2 separate regions of the Mus musculus genome follow, and region 2 is linked to region 1. Evidence: chromatin contacts called from public HiChIP or PLAC-seq data. All regions are on one chromosome and are shown on one strand. The core of a region is the stretch at or near the end of the contact, and the rest is flanking DNA. Distances in the headings are between cores, read along the strand shown. Region 1 has its middle 8.3 kb from the start of Gm30149. Region 2 overlaps Slco3a1 (solute carrier organic anion transporter family, member 3a1).

Region 1 (3,126 bases), core at 75-2,574:
GTGCCTCGCGCCGCGCAGCAAATGGCGGAGGAGGCAAGGCGTGGCCCGCTGCGCCGCGTCCGGCCACCAGGGGGCAGCCGCGCGTCTGAGTCCCGCAACCGGCTGGAACCGGTCTGGCCGGAAGTTGGGCTGGGGCCTTCTCTTCCGCAGCCGCGCGCCACGTGGCCGGGATGGGGTGGGGTGGGGTGGGGATGGGGCGAGGAGGAGGAGGAGGAGGAATGCACGAAAACAACAAGATGGCGCCGCGGGGGATGGGCGCCTTGCCTGCGCCCTCGGAACCCGGAGCGTCCCGAAGGGCGGAGTGGAAGGGCCGGTCGGGGCCCAGCCTGCGGGGCGTAGCCGGCTTCCGCCAGCTTGGGAGGCCGCTTGGACAGGCCCAGGGTGCGGTCGCCAGCGCGCCCATCACGAGACCCCTGGCCGGGATCCAGGACTCCCTTTGGGCCTTCGCGGCGCCTTTCCTTAATTTGCTTTGTCCGCTTTGCATTTGTCCTCTGAGCGTTGTCGACCTCCTAGGGGAGCGATTAGATCAGGGCGAGGCCAACAGCGAGCAAGAGCAGGAAAAATGCTGACCGTGGACCCCGCCGGGGTCAGCAATGGTAGAGATGGAACCTGCTGGGAGGTGGACCACACCCCACCCCTATCCACCCCGGGGCGCTTCGGGACCTCCTCACTGTAGGGGCGGCCAGTGTGGCAGAATCCAAGCTTGTCTGTTTGGCTTTTGTGAAAAAAAGCAAAAAAAAAAAAAAAAAAAAGAAAAGAAAGAAAGGGAAATCTGGTTTTGTATGTATTAAAACGTAGGAAATTAGGCATAATTGTCTAGTATCCTGGAATTGCTGCGAAAGCCTGAAGCCTCCCCTTCCTGCCCAAATCCGTGTAACTCTACTTGCCCCACCCCGTAGACATTCCTGACCGGTGGAATTTATTTTAGATGGGCCTGAGGATCGCAGATGTGAGGTTTTGTTGGGTTTTATATCTTTTTAAATAAGTTAACACACGTTACTCTGAATGTGATGGTATATTTAGAATAAGACATTTGTCGCCTTGGGATTTGAAAGCCTTTTAGAATAGGTTTCAAATTCTTTCCCATATTTGCGATTTATGAGGCCTTTGGCCTATCTCAAAATAATAAGACCCCTCCCCTCTAAATAGCACCTGGCTCCCAAGGACCTTAGAAGTTTAATTAATAAATATTTTGGATAAAATGCGGAACTATTACGGTGTTAGTTGGGAGGGAGGGAGGAGAGTAGCTTAAGACAAATCTCCAAGCTCGTGATCAAAACAGCATCGATATTAAGTGGTAAACTACAAGTGAGACAGTGACATCAATGACTGGGGGGTGGGCGGAGCCCAAGCTTAAATGTGCATTTTTGACGAAGGGATTTGGGGACCTACTTCACCCCACTCCTTAGGTTTTGTGTTCTTGTGAATTGTATTGGCAGGCATTCCCGAAAGCACTTGAGCCCTCTGAGGAACCAAAACACTGCGTAACGACTCCCAGTCACCATTAGTGCCAGGGGCCGCAGAGTTAAGGAATGGAATTCCGAAACACAAAGGGCTCTAATCTTTCCTCTCCTAGGCCTAAGGAAAGAATACAGCTTTGTCTGTAGCAGTTCCTCGACCAGCAGCATAATGGCCGACTTCCTATATTTTTCCGGGTTTCCTTGCTTTCTCCTTCATAGGAATGGTTCAGACTCAGTCGCCTGCAACTCTTTTTACAGTTGTCACACATGAACGTTCCTAGGGTTTTAAAATGTTGTCTCCAGAATTTCATTAGCGCAGACTTCCTGATATAAAACGTATCTCTGACTTTTTAATGAAGTATTATAACAAACTTAAAAGGAATTTAAGAAAATGTGAAGATGCCATCTTCCAAGAAATAGCTCAAATACTTTTAGCCCTCCGCATAGATTAGTTTTCTGTGGAAGATGAACACTGCATGTGGAATCTGCTACCTCCTTTTACTACCTTTATTTTAAAATGCTTTTTTTCAGGAGCTAGGAGATGTGGCTAAATGTGACCTTAGGATCCTGAGGCCCCCACATCACCCGTCTCTCAGAAAGTTTTATTTCAAATGCTGAATAAAAACAAAACAAAACACATGAAAACTATAATGAAAAATATCACCCAGAATCCCATTCGCAAGAATTACCACTGTAAGACAAATTGTGTCGTTGATTACATGATGCACATATAGCTTTGTTGTCGACATTTTGCACTACAGTACAAATGTACAATTTTCTTGTTAGTAAGACTCTTCAAGATTTATGGTCGGGATTGGTGGCATGCACACACAATCCCAACCGACACTTGGGAGGCGAGAGCAGGAGAAATGCAGGAGTTGGAGGTTAGTCTGGGCTTCATTATAGAATCCGTCTTTAAAGGGGTGAGGGATCCGCTGGTAAAGTCCTTGCTGGCTGCAAGCCGGTTTACCTGCGTTCCATCTCAAAGAACACGTGGGTGGGAGAAAAGTTTATACTTGCCTGCGGTATAATCTCTGACCTCCACGCTCTTGCTGACCCCTCCTGCTCACTTAGTCACATAACAATTAAAGAAAAATGTTTGTTTTATTCTTAAACATTTTAGAATCTACATAGTGTTAAAACAGATAAATATAATTAACTATTAGCCATTCTTTCATGAATGGATGCTGACTTTAATTTTTGTGTGTGTGTGGCAGTATTCTACACTGAGCTACATCCATCCCCTGCCCAGTTTGCTGACTCTGACGCACTTCTCAAATAGATGTGGATACTTCGGTCAAAAAAAGTGTTTTGTTGATGGTTTCGTGGGTTTGTTTTGTTTATTTTGAGGAAAAAAAAAAAAAGTCTCATTGGGAAGCCCCGGTTGGCCTCTATAGATTTTCCTATATAGGCCAGGCTGTTCTTGAACTGACAGTAACCTGCCTGCCTCTGCCTCCCTAGTGCTAGGATTGCAGGCTTAACCCACCACACTAGACACAAAGAAACTTTTTGTTATTGTTTCTATATAAAACACAGTTTACAATGTATCTGACTTTTTTTTTTTTGAAAACTCTAAAACATTTTAATTCCAAATGGTATAGTTAATTCTGTTGCATCTAGAACCTTCTAGTTACAGTATATCATTAACCCATTGTTTCCTGCTCTA
Region 2 (2,861 bases), core at 271-2,770, 710 kb before region 1:
CCGAAGGAGCCTAGTGACTAAGTCACAATTGTGTCTGCCACTACACATCAGCAGCCAGGACTTTGTTGTTCATATTCATCCATTCCAAGTAGGTCCTTTGACCTCATGGTGTGGTCCATACTGGTCTCTCTGCAGTGTGTGGATGTAACTCACCAGAACCTGATCTTGAGTACAGAGTAGCCTCACGCTTGGCACACACACAGTCTCAAATTTGCTATGGCTCATCAACAATGATTGATCATGATGGATTCTTCACACCCAAGAGACCTTTAACTGTGAAAAGCAGATCACCCTCTGTGTATTTTATGTTGTGTTCATTTTCCATATTTCTTAAGCTACATTTTCAAACACTGCAGAGTCAACAGTTCTGGGAGTATTTGTACAACACTTTAAAACAATATGGATTTAACAAAGGAAAGTTTCCTAACATTTAAACACAGATTTTAAAAGCAAACACTCCTAGGCATTTATTTGAAATGATACTTCTAAGAAGTCAGATTGCCATAAATGTTTAAAAGGCCTGTAAAGTATACAAACGGCGTGCCCATAAAGACCAGGAAACTCTAAGCACAGTGTACCAGGATGAAGTGCGAGGACCTGAGGCTGTTTGTGTACCATCTTTGTTCATAGCCTTTGTAAAGTTTTGACTTTAATTTTTTTGTGTGTGCTTTCAGTTAACCCTAAGGCTGCCTTCCTAGAGCCTCAGAAACACATGTTGAACAGCTGAAGCCGCCATCTCTGGTTATCATCTAAATCCCCTTGGACATCAGATCCATGGCTCAGCTCACAGTAATCCTGAGCTTCCAGTCCTTTGGTCCAGTCCGGTGCTGTAACTAAACCCTTCAATCCTCCTCTCTGGAGAATTTCACTTTGGAAACTTGATATCTTTCCCAGAGATGATAAATTTTAAGTTTTGTATATCTGCCAGTCCCCGGCCTATTGTTCTGTCATTTTGATGCATGGAGCTTGTCTGTTAGCGTTATTAAAAACTTATGTGTCTCCTATTATTATTTTATTCTAATTAGATGGGCCATTTGGAGGTTTCGTCTCCTAGGAGATGCAATTGTGCCTGTGTAATTAGCTCTCTTCTTTAGGACAGCTGGCTAATTCATCACCTTGGAGTGCAGGGTTAGGTTCTCAGCCCACCTGTTTATTTTATGTGGCCATAGGCACTTAGTGGGTTTTTCTAATACTTAATCTCTGTGTCTGATCTTTTCCATGTGCACAGAGAGAAACAAGTGCACCCTGTCACTATTCCTTATTTTTGTTAGTAATATGAGTATAGTTAAATCGGATCCTCTTTGTGAGACAGGATCTTATGTATCTCAGGCTGGCCCCCAAACACATTATATAGCTGAGGATAATCTTAAACTCCTGATTCTCCTGCTGCTCCTCCCAGGGCCTGGGATAACCAGTATGTGCCACACCTGTTTTGTGTAGACTTGGAGATCAAACCCAAAGCTCTGTGTATGCTAGGCCAGCCACTCTCCCCAATGAGCCAGATTCCCTTCCAGCCCCGAGTCTAGTCACAAGCACACCGCTTGGACAATGTTTTCAGTAACCTATATTTCGCCTCCATCTTTGCTCTTTATAGAAGATGATTTATGATTTACATAAGACTTGTCTTCAAATTACTTGAAATCAGTTTACTTGTCTTACGCCATGGCACTTGATGAATCAGCTATATTTGGTTAATTATTTTGTAAATACCACTGGCTTCCATCTGTGGAAGTTCTACATCCACAAACCTAACGAGCCGCTGATTGAAACGCAGTCCACAGAAAACTGCATCTGTACTGAAAAAGTACAAATCTCTCCCTTGTCATCATCTCCTTGCACAGTGTGCTCTAGCAACTACTTGGGTAACATGCACCTTGTAGTTGATGTAAGTAGCTTAGAGATGATCTAAGGTACATGGGTGTGAGTTATAGACAAGTAGTATACTGTTCTATATAATAGATGTGAGCATATATAGATTTTGGTGTCCAGCAGAGACATCAAAATAAAGGTGTAAGGACTAAGGGGTTGGTTCAGTGGGTAAAAGTGTTTGCCATGTAATTATAAGGACCTGAGTTTCAATCCCTAGAGCCTACATAAAAGCTGGATGAACAGGACATGTGTCTAACCTCATGGAGATGGGAGGCGGAGACAGAATTCCCAGCAGCTCTGCAGGCCAGCTAGCCTGCCGTGTGTGGTAGGAAAACAGTGAGGAGATGCCTGTCTCAAGGTCAAAGGCGAAGACTGACATCCAAGGCTGTCTCCTGACCTCCATACACATGCCTTGGCACACAAGCATCTATGCAACACACACACACACAATAATAATAATAATAATAATAATAATAATAATAACAATAACAATAATAATAAATCAAATAAAGGTGTCAATCCTGAAGAGACAGGGCTGTTCTAGAACCATCCAGGATATGTCACCACAGCACAACTGAGAAGAGCTGGTTGAAGACTATGTGACAAGGTTAAAGCACCAATATAAGAGGAAGTGTCTGTAGCCCAGGAAACCACACTGTAAGAAAAATAGAGCCCCATAAGCAAGATAAGAGTATGCAACCTCCACACACTACTATTGGGCCCATTCAAGATGTAACACGGTTCATAAGCTTCAGAATGTGTATGCCAAAAGCCAACTGTCCTGGATCCTTAAGTGCCTGTGGCTAGATGCCTGGGAGCCTCTTCCAGGCTAGGTTGAATAATGAAGAAAGGACACCTGGGGTGGGGGAGGGAACCTATGTGGTAAAAGTTTAAGAGAAGAGTATTACAGTAGACTAAGAAGATCTAACATGGATGCAGCTGAGAGAGGAACAGGCTGGGGATGAGGGGAGGAGAATAGGGCATCCTGGAGA

Evidence for each region. HiChIP or PLAC-seq counts read pairs in DNA pulled down with a chosen protein or histone mark.
Region 2: a contact with region 1 is called in an H3K4me3 HiChIP or PLAC-seq map of craniofacial prominence, with 4 times the contacts expected there. The contact joins two enhancer-like sites. A contact is called at or near these places in 5 of 115 datasets of contacts at active chromatin or transcription factors (craniofacial prominence, embryonic forebrain, embryonic limb bud and 2 more).

The regions. Positions count from the first base shown.
Region 1 is chr7:73,615,464-73,618,589 of GRCm38.p6, reverse strand. No RefSeq gene overlaps it. Among named protein-coding and RNA genes, the nearest start is that of Gm30149, 8.3 kb to the right of the region's middle. Within about 2 kb of position 1,324, at least 332 of the 459 cell types and tissues checked have an H3K27ac peak or open chromatin away from gene starts, as enhancers often do. A contact at or near this core is called in craniofacial prominence and embryonic limb bud, where this site is marked.
Region 2 is chr7:74,328,865-74,331,725 of GRCm38.p6, reverse strand. The region is part of intron 4 of Slco3a1 (solute carrier organic anion transporter family, member 3a1); the gene reads left to right. Among named protein-coding and RNA genes, the nearest start is that of Slco3a1, 220 kb to the left of the region's middle. Within about 2 kb of position 1,520, at least 33 of the 459 cell types and tissues checked have an H3K27ac peak or open chromatin away from gene starts, as enhancers often do. A contact at or near this core is called in craniofacial prominence and embryonic limb bud, where this site is marked.